2 separate regions of the Bicyclus anynana genome follow, and region 1 is linked to region 2. A link is a contact called in public Hi-C data. All regions are on one chromosome and are shown on one strand. The core of a region is the stretch at or near the end of the contact, and the rest is flanking DNA. Distances in the headings are between cores, read along the strand shown. Region 1 overlaps LOC112058339 (plasma membrane calcium-transporting ATPase 3). Region 2 overlaps LOC112058339 (plasma membrane calcium-transporting ATPase 3).

Region 1 (3,414 bases), core at 617-3,116, 150 kb before region 2:
GGATTGTAGGACTTAGATACTTATCATAAGAAAATAACGTTTCAACTAATTGCTTATTAATTTTTGTTCACACTTAGTAGTAGGTGTGCTAACACTAAAAATTAAAAAATAAAAATTTTAATAAAAAAAATTCAACCGACTTCCAACTCAAAAATTAACCTAAACTAAAAACAACAACAAACTGATCCGGAGGTAGCACATAGGTAAGATGTTATTTTTTGCTTTTTAGTTTAGGTTAATTTTTGAGTTGGAAGTCGGTTGAATTTTTTTTATTAAAATTTTTTGTATATGTAGTTTTTACACTTCCTAAACACACAACTCACATTGTAGACAATATTTACTATTTAGGTATTATTTGTTTAAATAACATTCATTGTTGACCAGAACTAACATTGAGATGTGGAAATTTCCTCTTTTGAGCGCCTCGTTTTTAATGCGCTATAGTAACACATCTAACAGTATTTAACATCATTGGGTCACACAATGTTTTTTTTAAGAGTATTTGCCATGTCTTTTTAAATATGACAAATATTCCTATTCCCACTACAATTTAACTTCAAAATTACTGGACTGATTTTAAAATTTTTTTCTCCATGAGATAGCCAGCCCCATCTTCACCAATTATCATGGTTTATAGTTTTATCCCCATAGTCTCACGGGAACGGGAACTACGCGGGTGAAACCGCGAGTCGTTTGCTAGTCTTATGCATTTACGTAATACATGCTTTAATATCAGTAACTGTGTCAAAGATTACATTGCCTGTGTGATAGGTGCTTATGTGATAAGGGATAGGTGTGTTACCTTATCTATTTTATTTGTAAGATAAATAATTATAATACCTATCTCCTTTATTAATAACTGTTAGTTTATTGGGTTACCTATTTATGCTACTATAAGTGCACTTGCACTACCCTGAAGGCTAATTAGGAATATGAATTGGAGAAGGCCTATTCCATTTTGTACAATAGGGATGATGAGAGTTTTTTTAAATTATATATAAATTAGAAGTATGCTAATAGTAAAGCAATTTTGTAAAAGTAACAGGGTATCTGCGATCATTACTTTCGAAGCTACAGGGATTTAAAGTGTCATATTTGCGGCACTTCCACAGATCCCTAAACACGGCCCATACAAAATGGCACGAATTAATGACGTCGTTGATCATAATGATCGTTAGATTTGTATGTGCGTTCAAACGAAATTACAAATATGTTTGTTATTTGTGCGTTTATGGTTATATGGTATTGGACGTCACAGTGCTAAAAAAAATTAAAATTCATTTATTTCAATTAGTTTACAGGTTTTCAAAAGTGAAACGTCAAGTTATGTCATGATTTAATTTAATGGTGGTAAGTAAAGTCGAAAACTTAAAATTAAAGTTACGAGGGATCCAAAGAGTTTTCCATTACGTTTTCTATTTTCGACGGCCTCCGTGGCGCAGTGGTATGCGCGGTGGATTTACAAGACGGAGGTCCTAAGTTCGATCCCCAGCTGGGCCGATTAAGGTTTTCTTAATTGGTCCAGGTCTGGCTGGTGGGAGGCTTTGGCCATGGCTAGTTACCACCAAAGACGTACCGCCAAGCGATATAGCGTTCCGATACGATGCACTTTCATCCTCCTCCTATTAAGTTAGCCCGCTTCCATCTTAGATTGCATCGTCACTTACCATCAGGTGAGATTGTAATCAAGGGCTAACTTGTAAAGAATAAAAAAAAAGGAAAGAAGTGACCAATCCGTTCTTGAGATTAGCCATAGACTTAATAATAGCAGGAACAACTGACATGATCTCAATAATTGTGTATCCACGCCACAGTACGAAAACTTGTCACCGCATCGCAAGTAACGCGAGCCTGATCGTCACACATACCGAGTGACGTCACGTACCGAGGGTCACCAGTTTTCTATAAGTGTTGTGGTGTGACGCACTGTCCAGTGACGCCGACAACCGCCGCGCTCGCTTTTTGAAGCATATTTATAGATAACTGACGTGTCCACGCACCCGTTATCTGGTGGTAGGCATCGGCCGTGGCTAGTTACCCTGCTGGCAAAGGCATACGGCCAAGCGATTAGCCGTTCCGGTACGATGCCTCGTAGAAGCCGTCAGAGGTATCAGTAAAATTAACTTGTATCTCGTTCAAGTATGTAAGCCCGCTTCCAACTCAATTATCACTTAACGTCAGTACGTCAGTGGCGCTAGTGTGCGATGTTGTGAAGGGAAATAGACAAATTACAACCAATGGTGGTGCAACAGGAAATACTACTGTCTCTTTCATTGCGTTGGGAGAACGAAAGAGATGGGACTGGGACAACTCAGCCGCCATTGCACGATATTTTGTCTAATTATCTTCACTTGGTCACATGTTAACGCCACAGGTAAGGTAGCAGTCAAGGGCTAACGTTTCATTGAATAAAAAAAAATACCACCAGTGCTACAGTTTAATACTCAACATTAGAAATCATGCTATTAAGTCTATGGCTAATTTAAAGAACAGATGAACAGATTGGCTTCGTAGTAATAGGAACTGGTGACCCTCAATGCCGTGACGTCCACATAAGGTGTGACGTCACGTGCGTACTTATATCTGTGTCAAAGCCTCGAAATCTCAAGAGATTTTTTGGGACTTGCCGCTCATGTTGCCCCCCCCCCCCCCCAACTAATTTTGATACAGGGTACCTCCAAGGTACGCTACGCCACTGCTCTCGGTGCTATGACGTCACACCTCATGTGTGACGTCAGATCACGTTACTTGCAATCCAGTGGCAGACATTGGTCAACAGTGCAAACATTTAACACCTACTCAACTATTAAGATCATGTCTATTGTCTATTGATCCTTCAATTGAGTGCTTAGGGCTTATCTGAAGAACGAATTGGTCGCCGTTGTGATGCTTTTTAAGTAGAGTAGGCACTATAATCTATTGATTATGCAAAATATTAAATTCCTCGTCCAATATTGCATCGAGCTTTGTTGCATCTATGAAGGTTGTGATAAAAAACTGGCGACCTTCGGTACTGTGACGTCACATCTCATGTGTGACTCCCTGTCAAGTTACTTGCAACCCAGTGACAAGTTTTTGACTGACATTTGTCATCAGTGTACAGCAGTGGTGAAGGATGGAATTTAGATGAATTTAAGCCGTCCCAAAGAAAAAGAAATTCATACAGAGTGACACGAACCCCGGTTTCTCATAAATCTAGATACAGTACAACAATGAATATGCATGGAGTTTTCAAGGTAATCCGACGGGAATCGGCTTGCCGCTGGTGTACAGATATTATGACGATGTAAGAGCGAAGATTTTCTCTTATGTATTTACTTACTCTGTTCTACATGGTAAAGCTATTTGAATTCTTGTCACGAATGTTAGGGCTGCCAGGTGACATAAATTAGAAGTGAAACTATGGGTACATTC
Region 2 (3,698 bases), core at 533-3,032:
CCAGCTGACGGCATCCTGCTGCAGAGTAACGACCTTAAGGTGCAGTATACTTACTTTGTTTGCTGATATCCTGGTACTTAGTATTGATGGTATGCATAAATGTATATCGAATCAACAAGGTGACCCAGTGCCCATAAGTGAGATCGTGGTCGGAGACATCTGTCAGATCAAGTATGGTTTTCCTTTAGACTCGCTTAGGTAACGATACTTAGACAGTTAAATCCTAATAATATTGATGATATATATATTATATAGAAGCAGCGAAGGGTAACTATTTGCTCTTAAGTGAGATCGTGGTCGGAGACATCTGTCAGATCAAGTATGGCTTCCCTTTTGACTCGCTTAGGTTGTGATCCTTAGACAGTTAGATCCTGATAATATTGATGGTATTTATCGAAGCAGCGAAGGGTAACAAATTGCTCATAAGTGAGATCGTGGTCGGAGACACTTTATAATATTAGTATAGATAAAATCACAGATGAGGGTATATATTTCTTATGCCGGATGTCGTACAATTAGTTCATGAATAGATTTAAATATTGGATACAAGTAAGACGCTACTTTGTGATTACAAAATGTAGATAATATTCAATTGCAAATTATGATTACAGATATGATTATGCCTTGCTGGTATAAGTTACCCAATAACACGTAAATACTCAGCAAGTATGTCTTTACGTACTTTTTTAGAAATTAAATATCACGTGTCTCAAACGGTGAAGGAAAAAACATTGTGAGGAAACCTTCACACCTGAGAATTTTACAAACTTCACGTGTCTGAAGTCTGCACATTGGGTCAGTGTGGGGGACTATTGGCCTAATTCCTCTCATTCTGAGAAAGAGACTCGTGCTCAACAGTGAGCCGAATATGGGTTGTTAATGATGATGATATCTTGACGTATATCTACTTGAACATTTTGTAAATTGCCTCGTTGGTCCAGTGGTTAGTCTGTGGCTTCGAATCACAAGGTTCTAGGTTCAAGTCCCGGGTCAGGCTATATATTCCTGCCTCTAACAGCACTTTAAACCGTAGGTCCCGGTCATCATCATTATCATCTGATAATGATCGTTATAAAGTCAAATACTAGAGGGCGATGGGTATAAAATAAAGCTCCATATCCTCTCTGCCAAAGTCCCAAGGTGCTGGAATGAATGATGACCCCACACCGGAAAGCATAGTGTTGATCGACCCCCAATTCGGTGGACCGAGAACATGAAACGGGTTGCAGGGAGCCGCTGGATGCTGGCGGCTCGAGATCGTTGTGCTTGGAAGTCCATGCAAGAGACTTATGTCCAGCAGTGGACGTCCATCGGCTGATGATGATGATGATGATGATCCACTCCTATAGGGTGGTAGTGCCAGCCCCCTTAGCTCAGTAGCAAGTAGTCGATTCTCTTTCTACGATCACTAACGCTTCGAAAACTATAGAAAGATGTATGGGAATGACGTTTGCTTTCGACAGGTCACGTGATCAAGATCTGCCATTCCCATACATTTTTCTAGTTACCGAAGCGTTAGCGATCGTAGAAAGTGAATCAACGGTCTACTTGGCTAGGGGGGCTATTAAAATACTCTGATAATGATGTTATTTGTATTTCTACTGGTATAGAGAATGAGTTTTCTCGCTCCAATATTGATCGTTTTAAAATATTTTCAAGTGTTGGTAGGTACAGTTATTTCTGGTGGAATATTTTTTTAACTGGTTGATTATTTCGATGCTATGCGCGGATACATTCACTAATGAGGTGATTATTTTTAGCCAGAAATCGTTGAGCGTAACAGAGGAGGTCATCGTAACGCAATTATGTTTTTTTAGCTGACATAATTTAAACTGTGATGACATATTATATGTACCGATTTGAAGGTCAAGATTAAGTGGTATATTAGGTACTATACATTTATGTAGATCTGATAAGATTCCTGTATCCAATGGCAGGCGTCCACATCGTACGTAATTTTTGTATAGAAAGTAATACAAGTGCGTCCACTGATCGGAATCTATCGGATCGGATCTAACAGATTTTATCTATCGTAAAATTAATAATCCGTTTGATGCGAAGCGTCCGATACGTACGATGCGGATCAGTGGACGCCTGACATTATCGAGTTGCCTAGTATTAATTTTCATTTACGTTACATTAGTGAAATACAGTGTAACGGTTTATAGCTTTTTTCTAATTGTGTAAGTGCCTTAGGCTTATTAATGGAACCTCAGCGGCGTCACCAGAGGGTTTGGGCGCGCGCAGAAGCATAGCCTGATAGGGCTCGAAGGCAGGAGCAGAGTGGAACAAACCTCTAATAGGCCGTACAAACTACTTTAGTATTTTAGGAGAGTACAAACAATTTTTGGATTTACCGCTCAAAAATTGTTCGACTAAAATACTGAAGTAGTCCGAACTAGGCCTAAGGGCGTCTCCTCTGACTCGGACCTCGGTCTAAGGTGTTTTGGCCTGAGTGTATCAGTCCGGGCGCCCCTGAGATCGTGAGTTAAAAAGCCCACGTCTGGGTGATGTCAGATATCGGGGACCTCGTCTTCGCCGGCGAAGACGCTGTGCAGCTTGTGTTTGTGTTGCCTGGGAAGCATTGTCGGTCGTTATGGCATCGTCAGGATCATAAAAGACTTGTTTTGGGCGTCTAGATCTACAATCGGCGTTGGAATGGGGGTTGAAGTTGCAAGCCTCAACCACAAGCTGGTTGGGATCTCTCAAAATAAGTTTTCGAGAGCTGTTTCATATATTGGGCTCTTGTGGGGAGAGCTAGTATCTTCTCTAGATCTAGGTCTCTTTCCTAGATGTAGGTCTCTTTTCTAGATCTGGGTCTCTTCTCTGGATGTAGGTCTCTTCTCTAGATCTAGGTCTAGTCGTTAACACCAAGGGACTCCAAAAATAGTGAAATACAAATAAACGGTTTATCGCATGTCGGTTTCTTTGGTAGGCATTCAATTACCTCCACGATCGTCGCTCGCTCGCCCGACCCCCTGTTAGGACGACGTTATCGATGTAATTACTGATAAGAGGTGTACGTTTACCTGCGAGGGGTCGAGTGCTTATCATATCGCTAGCCTTCCGAATTTGGCCCCCGAATTATAATTTTAACGATACATTTAATCCAAAATAAAATATACACAATTTTATCTAGTAATACTTGTTGTGCCTTGCGGATTTACTTAAGTAGATCTGTTCTTGACTATTACTAAGAGAGTCCATGATCATTTTTTTTTATTTTTTTATTATTTACAAGTTAACCCATGACTACAATCTCACCTGATGGTAAGTGATGATGCAGTCTAAGATGGAAGCGGGCTAATTTGTTAGGAGGAGGATGAAAATCCACACCCCTTTTGGTTTCTACACGACATCGTACCGGAACACTAACTCGCTTGGCGGAACGTCTTTATCAGTAGAGTGGTAACTAACCGCGGCCGAAGCCTTCCACCAGCCAGACCTGGACCAATTAAACCTGCACCCAAAGTCACAAGCCTCAGTCACTGCTCGAAGTTATTACCTATCTACCACTAGGTACGCCGCGCGGTTTCACCCGCGTGGTTCCTGTTCCCGTAGGAATGTGGGGATAATATACAGCCCATAGCCTTCTTCGATAAATGGGCTATCTAACACTGAAAGAATTTTTAAAATCGGACCAGTAGTTCCTGAGATTAGCGCGTTGAATCAAACGAACTCTGCAGCTTTTATAATAT

The links. A called contact is a pair of places that touch in the nucleus more often than the background predicts.
Region 1: a Hi-C map of whole larva shows a contact between it and region 2, with 3 times the contacts expected there. The contact joins two enhancer-like sites. A contact is called at or near these places in 2 of 2 Hi-C or Micro-C datasets (whole body and whole larva).

What each region holds. Positions count from the first base shown.
Region 1 is chr25:6,919,758-6,923,171 of ilBicAnyn1.1, reverse strand. All of the region lies in intron 2 of LOC112058339 (plasma membrane calcium-transporting ATPase 3), which reads left to right. Among protein-coding and RNA genes, the nearest start is that of LOC112058339, 61 kb to the left of the region's middle. Within about 2 kb of position 1,866, at least 8 of the 8 cell types and tissues checked have open chromatin away from gene starts, as enhancers often do.
Region 2 is chr25:6,773,640-6,777,337 of ilBicAnyn1.1, reverse strand. LOC112058339 (plasma membrane calcium-transporting ATPase 3) reads left to right here. Exons shown (of 25, transcript XM_052889311.1): 7 at 1-39. Among protein-coding and RNA genes, the nearest start is that of LOC128199484, 50 kb to the right of the region's middle. Within about 2 kb of position 1,782, at least 1 of the 8 cell types and tissues checked has open chromatin away from gene starts, as enhancers often do.